Linked DNA regions of Mus musculus: regions 2 and 3 are each linked to region 1. A link is a contact called in public Hi-C and HiCAR-type data. All regions are on one chromosome and are shown on one strand. Each heading gives the region's core, a stretch centred on a gene start, on an enhancer-like site or on the middle of the called end of the contact. The rest is flanking DNA. Distances are from core to core; before and after follow the strand shown.

The links. Hi-C and Micro-C count contacts between places; a contact is called where the count stands out from the background. HiCAR-type assays count read pairs that join an accessible place to other places.
Region 2: a contact with region 1 is called in a Hi-C map of liver, with 2.6 times the contacts expected there. The contact joins two enhancer-like sites. A contact is called at or near these places in 1 of 484 Hi-C or Micro-C datasets (liver) and 3 of 9 other capture datasets (embryonic stem cells, embryonic tail and embryonic trunk).
Region 3: a contact with region 1 is called in a HiCAR-type map of fibro-adipogenic progenitors, with 6 times the contacts expected there. The contact joins two enhancer-like sites. A contact is called at or near these places in 2 of 484 Hi-C or Micro-C datasets (liver and uterus) and 4 of 115 datasets of contacts at active chromatin or transcription factors (embryonic stem cells, fibro-adipogenic progenitors and kidney).

What each region holds. Positions count from the first base shown.
Region 1 is chr1:169,164,236-169,168,350 of GRCm38.p6, forward strand. The region is part of intron 1 of Gm39697 (a long non-coding RNA gene); the gene reads right to left. Among named protein-coding and RNA genes, the nearest start is that of Gm39697, 6.6 kb to the right of the region's middle. Within about 2 kb of position 1,921, at least 21 of the 459 cell types and tissues checked have an H3K27ac peak or open chromatin away from gene starts, as enhancers often do. A contact at or near this core is called in fibro-adipogenic progenitors and liver, where this site is marked.
Region 2 is chr1:168,355,475-168,359,589 of GRCm38.p6, forward strand. The region is part of intron 2 of Pbx1 (pre B cell leukemia homeobox 1); the gene reads right to left. It overlaps Gm51671 (a long non-coding RNA gene), which reads left to right. Exons shown (of 2, transcript XR_003948152.1): 1 at 1-4,115. Among named protein-coding and RNA genes, the nearest start is that of Gm51671, 11 kb to the left of the region's middle. Within about 2 kb of position 1,902, at least 82 of the 459 cell types and tissues checked have an H3K27ac peak or open chromatin away from gene starts, as enhancers often do. A contact at or near this core is called in liver, where this site is marked.
Region 3 is chr1:168,378,388-168,382,502 of GRCm38.p6, forward strand. All of the region lies in intron 2 of Pbx1 (pre B cell leukemia homeobox 1), which reads right to left. It overlaps Gm51671 (a long non-coding RNA gene), which reads left to right. Exons shown (of 2, transcript XR_003948152.1): 2 at 1-4,115. Among named protein-coding and RNA genes, the nearest start is that of Gm51671, 34 kb to the left of the region's middle. Within about 2 kb of position 2,179, at least 36 of the 459 cell types and tissues checked have an H3K27ac peak or open chromatin away from gene starts, as enhancers often do. A contact at or near this core is called in fibro-adipogenic progenitors, where this site is marked.

The DNA of each region.
Region 1 (4,115 bases), core at 671-3,170:
CTTGAAGCATAGGCACCCACGTGGGATGGAAAGAGGCCAGGTGGTGGGCAAGCAGACATGGGCTCTGGCACAGAGGAGACACTGAGCCAAGGTAGGATCAGTCCTTTATAAGCCAGTCTGGTCCTTACCCACTATACAAGGCAGTATCGAACCCTAACTTGTACTCTGTGGTAAGGAAATGCTGCTTTTTTCTTTTAAGGCTGTATGCTATGGAGCCACTTGAAGACATTCTTGACACAGATTCTGTTAAGTGTCTGCTTAAAAGATGTGTAGAAGGGGGACCCATGGAGGATGTCCTAGATCCAGGGTTACGGAAAAGGCAAAATGGTACTTAGTAGAAGGAAATTGAAAAATTATGACTTTGTGACCAGATTTTGAATAAAGGACAGTGGTGACTGCATATTTTCATCCTTGCTTTGTCGTAGAAGTTTAATCATTTTATTAGAACACAATATTCATCAAATCATGGGCTTCATAATGACATTTTCAGAAATTTGTATGTTAATTTTGATCATATCCACCCCCACTAACCTTCTCTTGTTCCTCTCTACTTCTATTGACCCCTTTTTAATTAGATTTATTTATTTATTTATTTATTTATTTATTTATTTATTTATTTATTTGATTAGTTAGTTATGACAAAATGAGTTTTATTAGGATTTCTTACAGAGGCATGGGTCAGGGTTTTGGTTCCAAACATGGCCAATTTACCAATGACTATACCACTGAAGAATATGTGTCTCCTTCCCCCAGTGACTATTAACTGTCCTCATAAGCCCCTCCCTCCTGCATGATGGAACATTTATAGGCTTGTGAATATCATCTTAGCTGCTTCAAATGTGTGAGAGTAAAGGACACATGCCATTCTTGGAAGACATATTTCCATATCATGATACCCTGCCCGTCAACTCTTACATTCCTTCTGCCTTTTCTTCTACCATGTTTCATGATCTCTGGAGAGGGTAGTACAGATGATCTGCTCAGGACTAAGTATTTTTTTCTTGAATATGCTAGCTGTTCCCTCTCACCATTTTATTTTTAAATTTTCCATCTCGTAAACATTGGTGTGACTCAATCATGCACATTAGAGACTGTGGTACCTGAGACATAAAACAAATGAATCCTAACAGACATTGGTGCAGTAGTGACAGTGACAGTAGCAAACAAAGAAGGATCTACTAGTCAGGCTGTCTAGTTCTCACAAGATGACCTCACGCAGGTCATTTGTGACAGTAAAGTTGAAATGTTGCAGGTTCGAACAGTTAGACACCCACAGGCTGCTTGATACGTGATACACGGATGCTTTGTGCACATTAGTTCTTACACTCCAAATCCCAATACTGATCTATAAACAAAAGCAACAGCATCAAGTGAAACACTTATCTCCTTGTCCAGAGTGGGCATGTCTGTTTAGTGGCCTAACTCAGGTCAGAGTTCAGGGTGCCAGAGATCACCTCTGAGCCACTACACCATTGTGTTTGCCCAGGTCTGAGTCCACTCCTTTAGAATCTGCTGGGGAACCACTGAAAAATACAAGAGGGCCAGACTCTTGAAGCTGTTTATCCATTGAGAGGATATTTTCAGCGGTCTGGGTTCAGTCAAGGTCAGTGAAAAAGTATCAATGACTCCTCCCGCACACCTCCAAGTTTGTCTCAAGAAATAGAGTTTTCAAGTTTAGCATCTACTCATAGGGTTGCTCTTTCCCTGTCTCTTCCCTGATCCATTCTTTTTTATGAAAAACAAATTTTCAGAGCTATAGGACTGGTTGGGCTGATATGTTACTTCCTGCTTTTAGAGCCAAGAGACCTTTTCAGCGCTTAGTTGAAATCTCAATTTGCTTTTCAAGCAGTTATGGTGTCTTACTAAAGTCACCATTAAATGAGTCCAAGCTAAATAAATCAGCCAAGTATCAGTTACATAACCTTTCAAAGGAATGTGATGTAAGAATCCAAAGACCTTGTTTTGCAAGCCTCTGTCTGGGAAAGTGTCGAAAGCCTCTCTCCAAACCTAAGTGGTTTTGTATTCCTCATCCACTAATAAAAATAATAAATGGCTATAAAACTCTAAGTCACCTTTTATTTTCCACACAAATATGTCACTCCAAGAGATGCCAAACCACTCCCATCTCTGAGATTTGCTGAAGCAAGAAGCAGCAGGCTGTGACAGAATCAATGCATTGAATAGTAGCCAAAAATGTACTAGTGGCAGCAGAGTTCCCAGCCTGAGTCCAAATCCTGTGGGGTTTCCCATAAGAAGGTGATTCTTCGGAGAGATGATCTGTATGCTAACTCCATACACATCTTCTAGAAGAGAGATCTACTGTAGCCCCAAGGGCAATATGAACCAAGGTGAGTTCACATGAAGGCTGCCGGGAGCAATGGTCAGGCTAGTTGTTTACACTGCTTGTTAATTCAGAAGGCTCAATTCTAAAATAAATCATTGAACCTCTTGTTCCAAAGTAGGGACAACAAATGATGCTCACGTGAACAGTGATACTACTGTCATTAAAGTTTTTTTTTTCTCCCAGCCAATGTGTCCTTTGCATCCTCACCCAACTTACCCTTCCCTCCAAATAAAAGAAACCCTGTGACAGCTTGGCTGTTCACTACTTCCTCATCAGTAAGAGACAGGGTCCAATGGAGGTCTACTCACCACTGTGCTCATGTTCTTAAGGAGGATTTTATGTTTCTGGCATCCTCTTCTTAACGTTTTTGTTCTGTAGCTTCTGTGTTCTGCCATCCTCTCCCAGCATTGTATGCTGGCCCAAAATTACAGGCCCAATTGGTCATTGGCTGAACCCCCAGAACTACGAGAAAAGTAACGCTTTATTCTGTAAGTTACTTCACAGGTATTTTATTATAGTGATAGAAAGCTCACTAATATACTAGCTCGTCCTCCTGTGTCTAGACTGTTCAGATTTGAGGACCGGGAGATCTGTGTCCATTTGGACTACTCAGAGTTTAGCATGGAGGTACTAGACCACAAAGAATGTTGGTCATCTTCTGTCCAACATATCTGTAGTCTCAAATGATGTTTGAGTCTCATCTTGCATGGTAGTGCATGAAGGTGAAATAATGTACCATCGATGGCTTACAGGGATGCTAGATTTGTTATTTATCAACAGAGGATAGGGGAGAACTATAGCAATCTGTGAAGCACAAACCATCTCTCAAGGATTTCCTGAAAGTAACTTTTCATCTACACCGACACATAATTACAGATTTGTTTCTTTTTCAAAACCAGTTTCTCTCTGCCATTCTATCTTCCACCCTGGTCAAGGGGTTGGTGGCATGTTCTTCTTATGTATATATAAGTGACCTGGAATGTCCAATCCCTGTCTTTCAGCAGCCAAGGGCTGCTGTTATAGTCGCATGCCAACATGAGAAGGAAAGCAACAGCCATTCATTAGCAACCACTGTGTGTTGGTTTTGTGTTTTGTTTTGTTTTGTTTTGTTTTGTTTTGTTTTGTTTTGTTTTGTTTTGTTTTGTTTTGTTTTGCTTTACAGTCCTGGGGATTGGTTGAACCCAGGATTTCATATGTGATTGATAAATACTCTTCTCCTTGCAGTTCTTATCTTTATTATCTTCATAGCACCTTTCAATAAGCATTGAGAAGTGGAAATAACTCAGCTGAGACCTTACTGTCTATCTGATCCTCCCTGTGGTCTATACCAGCCCGACCTAATGCACACAACACTTGCTGGTGAAAATGTTTTTATCTGTCTGGGATAGAGAGCTATTCTCTTCTCGCTGGCACAATGTTATCCTCCTGCTACAGACGCATAGGTTGGAGGTTATACAGGGAGTCTATCCTTGTCAGAAGGAATAGAAGGCCAGTTATGCGAGTTTTTGTGTCTCATAAATCACAAGCTTCCATACTTGAAAATCTGAAGTCAGCCTGCTCAGCCAGAATTGAGAGATGGTCACTTTGCCTTTGGCGCCATGATACCAGAGTCATTTACAGAGCAGGTACCAATGGCCCTGCCGACTGCATGTCATCTCATCCATCATGTGAAACTAAACCAACAAGGCATGAAGAGATGGTGCGGAAACTCTTGTCAGAGGGTCAGACCACTTCATCAAGGAGCCTGGACAGTGTTTAGGATACTGGGCCA
Region 2 (4,115 bases), core at 652-3,151, 810 kb before region 1:
CCCTGGACTCCTGAAAAGCCTGCTAATACAGTGGTCTCCCAAGAATCTGCCATCTGGTAGACAAGGATAAAGTAAAGGGTCAGTCAAACACCTTGATGGGTGATGTTTCTTTCTGTTGTCCCCAACAAAATGTCACTAGAGTTCAGGACACGTCTCATAACTGAGGGCAAAACTGTCCTCTAGTCATCTTGAACCTCCTTGGTCACAATCTGTCAGTTCCTCAAGAGCAGGGTCAAAGCCATCAACTTGCTGCTTGGACTGAAGAGCTGCCTACTGCATAACAGGACTCCCTCAACTCACCTGGCTTGGGGGATAAAGAGCCAGATGCCTGGGTCCCACCCGGCATCTGCAAGCACTTGAACTAGGGAGGCCTTTGCTTCTAACTGACTGTAGCTGCTATCAACCTCACTGCCTTCCTGCCAGAGCCACAAAAGCAACACACTGATGCATTTTTAATCTCAGTTTTATTTGCACCCAACTTTTTAATGTTAGTTTCTCAAATAGCTCCACAAGGAAGAAACCATATACGGCTCGGCTCGGCCTCCTGGGAAAAAACAGCCTTCAATACTAGGGAGGGCATCTGCAGTTTCTTGTAAACTCTAGAAAATTCTCTAAGCACCATTCTGATTACACGCTGAATTCAGTGAGATCACCCAACGTGATAACCTCATTGGTATTTCGTTTTTTTCTCCTCAGCCCCAGCTGGAGAATTTTTCCCCTCATTAAAATTAACAAGGTCAGTTTCCCAAGCTCAAGATACGAAGCAACTCCTGGTGGTGGGGTTTTGTTTCTTAAATTGAGCTACAGCTCTCTAAGTGCAGAGTTATACTAAGCGTCATTTACTTTATTGCTATGTAATAAGAAACCAAAATGGAAGGCCTTAGCCATCCTCCTAACACACCCTACACTTCAGCAACCACATGCAAACACGCACAGACCACACATCCCCCAACTCAGCCCCCAGGCTTCTCTGTCTTTTGGCCACAAGATAATCTCACTGCTCTTTAGAAGCAACAGCTTAGTGGAAGAAATTCAGAACTCAGAGGAAGGCTCGGTCACCCTGAGTGGCTGACAAAGTCACAGTGTCCGCAGGAAATAGGTTATAAGGTTAAAAGGTACAAGCCGAGAGGAGGGTTTTTGTCCCCCACAGGTGTGCGGAGTGGCCCCAGGTGACCAGATAGCTGAAGTGTAATGAGTCTCCACTGACAGTCAAAAGCCAGAAAGCAATTCTACCAAACACTTCAAAGAATACTATGTCAAAAAATAAAATGTGTGCTCAAAGCCACAATCCCCAATCGTGGGGAAATGGATGAAAGCAGGGAGGATCAACACCAAACTCATTGCTACACACATCTTACATTAACGAACGCATTGTTTAAAATGAATTTAAAAATCCAACTTTGTAAGCAAGATAAACACTACCGAGGTGGAGCAGCATACACACTTTGCGCTAGCTAGGCACACACAGACACCTTACTCCAAGCTGGAAGAAGCTTCATTTAGGGAGGCCACAGAGAAAGCAAGCAGCCCTGTCCAGGCACACCTCTCAGTCATCCTTTCAACAGGATCATCTGTGGCTAACCCAGCCACTTCCCTCTCTCCCTCCTCTCTGCACCCCTCCCCCCTACCATCACCACACAGGCGCTCGAGCGCGTGCGCGCGCGCGAACACACACACAATACACACATACACACGTGGACATACACACGTGTTTCAACACAAATAAAAGCTAACTGTAATTGAGATCAAAGAGGAAAGGAAGAGGAAAAGAAGATGCTGGAGACCAGCTCTGGGTGGAGGGGGTAGCTGCTGGTTTGTGGAGGCCATTTCCCTAGGCCAGGCTGGGAAGGGGGAGCTCCCTCGCGGCTGCCATTGTTGGCTGATCAAAGTCCAATCAGAAAGTAAGGGAGGAAACTCCGCCAGCCTCATGTGATCTGTACAGGAAGCCAAGTGTACAGAAAATGAGCTGTGTTTGTGAATAAGGCGCACCAAGACATCTTTACTAAGCATGGCAGGCAGAGAGAGAGAGAGAGAGAGAGAGAGAGAGAGAGAGAGAGAGAGAGAGAGAGAGAGAGAGAGAGAGAGAGAGAGAGAAACACTGACTCTCTATTTGAAGCTGTACCATAACAAGCCTTAATAAGTTAATGCAAAAAGCCTCCCAAGGAGTCTGGCTATAGGAGACACAGGTCTCTACTGAATCAAAATTCTGTTATGTTGTAATATAATAGATGTAAATTAAAACAGAAAATCTATCATGCCTCTAATGTACCCTGATAGCTGAGTCTGTGGATCCGGACGAGCAGAGGCACCCGGAGGAAGGGTGATATATGGCGGAGCTGGATGGAGGGTGAAAAGCGTGGCGAGATGAGCGGGAGAATGGCGCAGCCCGCTTGCGCTCCTCAGACCCAAGGGCAAGAGACGAATAAATGTTGATTAGTGTTGATTTTGTCCGACAAACGCCTGTCGAGTGACAGTTGGGCTAAGCTGCACTGAAAGAGAACCATTAATCTTGGTCTGGTTTAAGTAGAGTATATTAATTTGTGTCATTTTTACTAAGTCGCGCTGAGAAAGGCCTCTCGCTGCTTTGCATCTGACTGCTTTGGTGGTTGAGCCTTAATCCCCCTCCCCTCCCCCCCAACCCCACCCCCCGTTTTCTAAAACAGATACTACGGTGGCAGCGGTGGCAGCAGCAAATTCAAATGGCACAGCAGGGGAGCAGGGGACTGAGAGCTCCTCTCTTGGATTAAGAAAGTAAACTCCCAGGGTGTTGGCATGGCAACAGCATTGCAGATGAACTGCTATATATTCAGTGATTAATAAATTAACATTTTTTACAGTTGTTCCTCCGTTTCTCTCCACCCCCACCTTCACAATAACCCCCCTCCCCCATACACACTTCACCCTTCTCTAAGCTGCATCTCTTGCCTCAGTGTAGGGGAAGGAAAGAAGAGGAGCCGACACAGCTTGTGAGTTTGTGCCAGCCCACGACTGCTGTCTCTACAGACCTACAGCAAGGCCTCTGGTCACTTAGGATGCTGTCAGCGGGCAGTGGGACCAGCAGACAGATCCATGAAGAAACCCATGCCTGTGCTTCATTGGACAGGGCGCCAAGCGAGAGATGTTGCCAGCAGCATGCCCTAGCCCCAAGCTTGGGTCTTTCAAGCCCTGGCAGGCTAGGAAATAAATGAGAGATCTTCTCTCCACAGAACTGTCCCTCAATGTCAGTGATAGAATGGGGATAACTAGCTTCCCATAGGTGTGTTACACACACACACACACACAACACACACAACACAACAAAACAAAAAAAACCAACAAGCAAACAAAAAACCTTGCATCACGGGGTGGTGTGAGTGTATAGACAGAGAGCTGATATTTCTTCTCTTGGGAGTTTCTGGTCCTCCCATGCATTAAGTCAGTGGATGTGGACAATTCCAGAAATGGAACTTGACCAGAATTCTGAGAGAGCAGAGAGAGGCAACAGACTTTCAAGGCTGCCCTGTAAGGCCGGTCCTGACAGTTCCAACTCAAACTCAGGATGCACTGTTTCCATAGAGCCTTGGGAAATGCTTATCTATCGAAGTGTGGATTTGGCTTTCCATAGCTTTGCCCTGTGGATCTCATTACTATAGCCATCCTATTGTCTTGGGCAGCTCAACTGCCATGGACTGGGAGGGATTCTGCAGAAAGCCACTAGCACAGGCTCCATCTGTGAGAGTGAGTGAGCCCCAAAAAGTCCCTATCACCCCAGAAAGTCCCAGCTCCAGATCAGGAACCGAAGAGGAGAGACACTCGGTGAGCAGCCTAGGAGCTGCCCCCAAATAAGAAAAGAAACAATTTATTCTGTGCACACTGCAGAAGACAAGACTGGGACCAATGGAGTGCTCACATGATAGAGAACGAGTTTCCAAGGAAGAAGAAAAACATCCGCCTAAGGCCACACTATAAAGAAATGGGTAATGTCTCCCCGAACAGTCCCAAGAAGTCCCATCCTTAGTGCAATGGGGAATTAAGTAACATACCATTTAGGGCACCTCCAAGTCACTGCTAAGGGTAAAGAAAATAAATCATAAAAGCAAATCCATTATGAAGTTGAACATGGATCAGATACCATC
Region 3 (4,115 bases), core at 929-3,428, 790 kb before region 1:
TTTGGGGGGAGGGCTGGGACCTGGATTTCAGGGCCTTCCGCATGCTTCCCAAAGATTTCTCCCACTGACCTCCACTCTTAGTCTTCTTTCAATTTGGTATTTTGAGACAAGATCTTAACTGAGCTGCTTAGACTAGCCTTTGCTCTGTAACTCAGGTAGTCCTTGAATTCAACAATCCCCCTGCCTCCGCTTCCCAAGTAGCAAGGATTATCAGTCTGTGTACCAGGACTGACTATATTGCTATATTTAAAGGAACCGAATCATGTCAAGAATAAAGTAGGTAGCATTAGCAAAATCATCATCATCATCATCTTCTTCTTCTTCTTCTTCTTCTTCTTCTTCTTCTTCTTCTTCTCTCTCTCTCTCTCTCTCTCTCTCTCTCTCTCTCTCTCTCTCTCTCTCTCTTATTATTTTTATTTTGTAATTCATGAAAAAAACATGTGCTTCTTAAACCTTTACTGAAAAATCTCAGTGTGAGGCTGAGACGACTTTGGTCAGGTTTCCATCCTTTGCAGAGATTTCTAAATTGAGAACTTCGATGTCTGCAAAACATGATTCAGCTAACTAAACTTATTTTATTGGTACACTCCCAGGAATACCTTTCTCAGAGGAGATACACCCAACACGGCACTTAATCCTTGCAAGGTATTATTATGTAGCCTAATTTTTTCCTATCAAAACCAAAATAAAGATCGGAAGATGAGGTTCCCAACCACACATCAGAGGAGACAGATGAAGAGTGGAGAAGTCTTGGAGGCAGAGAAAAACCTCAGGAGGCACAGGAGATAATACATGAGGAGCCCAAGGACACTGACAGGAATGGTATGACTTCTGGCCTTGGCATTGCTGCTGCCCGACCTGTTCATACATGGTAGCAGCCCAAATTTGTAGGGCAGCCATTTAAAGGCTACTAGGAAACTCTCAGCAGCAGCTCTAAGGCCTGAATGGAAAGAGTCAAAAATTCTCTTTTTCATCCTTCCCCCCTGGGCTCTCATCTTTGGAGATTGCCATGGTGACCACCTAGAAGGCATCTTAGTAACCAATACCCATATCCTTTGCCTTTCCAGATGCCTGGCTCTTAAGCTCCAAGACTCTTTTAGGCATGTGGGGCCAAAGGTAGCCAAATTCCAAAGCCAACAGTGCTAGACATGCCCTCTCTCCCTCCCTCTCCTACTTCACCCCCTCCTCTGGTGACAGGCCACCTGTAATTGTCTCTTTGGTCTGACTTATTGGTGATGTGCATAATCCAATGCTGCTACTAACTGAGTCCTTGCCCAGAACACACACACACACACACACACACACTTTAGTGACTTTGGCCATGTCTAGTGACTGCTTCCCAGGGCCATCGCATCAATCCAATCAATGCTGGAACAGCTGGCTCTTAATAACACTGGATTAAACAAATCGATTACAGAAAGGTCAATTTGGTACCTAACATTTAGAATGTAGGGACCTGAGCATTTGGCATCTGTTGGGGACCAGTGCCATATAAGGTCAGGAATCTTACTCCGGAGTAGAATTCCTTACCTGAACAAAGGAAATATTGATCCTGAAAAAAAATAGTCATGGCTTTAATGTTCTTATATTTACTTGCATGAAGAAAACTGAATGAGGGGCAAAGATAGCACACACACTGTTTTAAAAATTCCTCGTGGTTGTGTGTGTATATAATACTGCATTCAACAAGACCAAGGTAAGAGGATCAAACTCCACGCATTTGTATTATAGTCAGAAAGGGGCCACCGGTTGGAAAGAACCGTGTCCACACATGTCCTTTGACCTCCTGAGAAGTGAAAACGGTTGAGACATCTCGGGAGATGCTCACAGTCCACCTGACATGTCATGCAAAGGAAGCCTGAGCCTCCAGTTGGCTCTGCCCCCTGGAAACCTGCTTGTCATTACCATGTGTGCTGTGAGAAGCCCAGCCGAATGCTGTAAAATGTGTGGAGCCCATGTTTTATGAGCTGCCTCCACAGTTCAGAGGGTGAAAACAGGCAGAGGGAAGCGGGATCGCAGACCCATCATCGGCCAGTTGGCAGACATCAAGATGCAGGCAGGAAGTCAGCCAATGCTACAAGTCACATGTCAACAGAAGTGAGGGAATGGGGTGGGGGCGGGGGTGAGCACAGGGGGAAGGAGTGAGAAAGAGAGATTGGGGGATGGACAGGACAACAGGACCACGTAGCAAGCAAAGGGAGGTATCTGTGGGCTGACCTGCTGCGGCCCGTGAACCCTGAGCACAGAAGGAATCACAGCCAGTTAGGGAAGAGCTGCCATCAGTGTCCTCATTTTAGACTCCTTGAGCCTCTGCCATAAAAGGAGGTGTGTCCTTGGTTAGGACATGTAATGCACTGTAAAATGAGAACGGTTGAACCACTGGTCCATAAAACAACAAAAGCAGCCCCACAGGGCTTTTACAAATTTACACACGCACACACACACACACACACACACACACACACACACACACACACAGACACACACAGAGAAGGGACGGGACCACACTTCTCAACAGGGAACACCTCAAGTCTAGGAATCAAATGCCCAGGTACTGCTAGGCATGGGCTGGACTGTGCTTGGCTTCAGATCGGTCATCCCACCAGACTGCCATCTCTTGAGTATATGGGAGTCTTCTAGTCAGATCCTACTTTATCAGCAAGACACCAAGGCCTGACAGATCCCCTAAAAATCACCTCTCTGGTTCCAAGTGCTTTAAGGGGTCTATCTTGTGGCAGGCTTAAATGGAGTGTGCTTTAGGGAAATCCTGCCTTTCACTCAAAATTGGTCAAGTCCTAAAGTGGGGTTTGAGTTCCGCATTTTCTTCCCTGCTTTCCCTAGAGATGGAGACGGGGAAGATATTTGCATTGTATCCACTAATTATGCATACTAGTTTATTTATTTAAACAAACAAACAAACAACAAGACCCATGCATAGCATGAGCTAGGTAACTAGCACTGTGCTGACAGCTGTGTCTCGTCCCTGCCCCCCCCGCCCCCGCCCCAGGGGAGAGTCAGAGCTCGCCTACACAGCGATCATAAAAACAGAGTGTGCACACCTTAGGACACAGACACACAGACCCTGCTCTGGGGATCCCAGGATGATCCTGGAGGGAGTTAAGCATAGCTTTACTGCAATCCTGACATTTGAGCAGGTGGCTGTGGAAGCTCACTAGGCTGCACCGAGCCACGGGAATGCACATGAAGCAAAGGACACTGTGCAAAGGCTAAGAGTCCACCAAGGGTGTGACCTGCTCCCAGAAGAAGGACAAGTTCAAAAGTGGTTGGGTTTTGGATTCAGTCCAGCCTGGTGTTTGAAATACATGTCTAAGAGATGGCCCTGATGGCGTGCCTACACATATGGTTATAAAACATTACACTTTGAAATGTGGAGCATAAGGCTTGAATGAGGGCCCCACCTACATCTTCTAGATGCTGAGAAACTAGCGCACAGGGTTCCTGTTGTTTGTTTTGCTTTGTTTTACCAATTTGCATTTCTTTAAGGTAGAAAGAAAAAAAATGCTTGAAATATTATCTATATATCTACATACACATGTATGCCAGGATATCTACATCGAAAGGTTTCTTTAAGGAAAGTCTCATGTGGTATTTCCTACATGCCAGGCACTGCTATAAACACACTGTGTTTATTAGATACATTTGATCTGCCCAGTAATCCAGTAAGGTAAAGTCTTTCTTGTTCCTCATACCTAACCCATCAGGCAGAGAAGTATCAAATAACTTGCCAGAGTTAATCAGCCAGTTAACATCGGGGTCAGGACTAGAAAATGAAGACTCTGTGGCCAGTGTTCCTCGCCACCACTCTCACCCACCTCCTCAGGAGACCCTGGTACCAAGGTCACTCCTGGAAGGGAGACCCTGACAGAGACGGAAGCGCCATGACCTTTCACCTTTCGCCTTTTCCACCCTCGGAGCAGGTGGTGGGAGTGGGTGGGCGGGCAGGGGGGTGCTCCTGGGGAATGCCATGCAGACATTCCTTATAGAACACTCTGTGCCTTTTGATTCCAAAGAAACAAATGGTAAGCTCAGAGACATGGAGCTGTGCTGAGTGCTTTTATAGTCACAGGTACTGAGCACAGAAAGGTAGAGGGGAG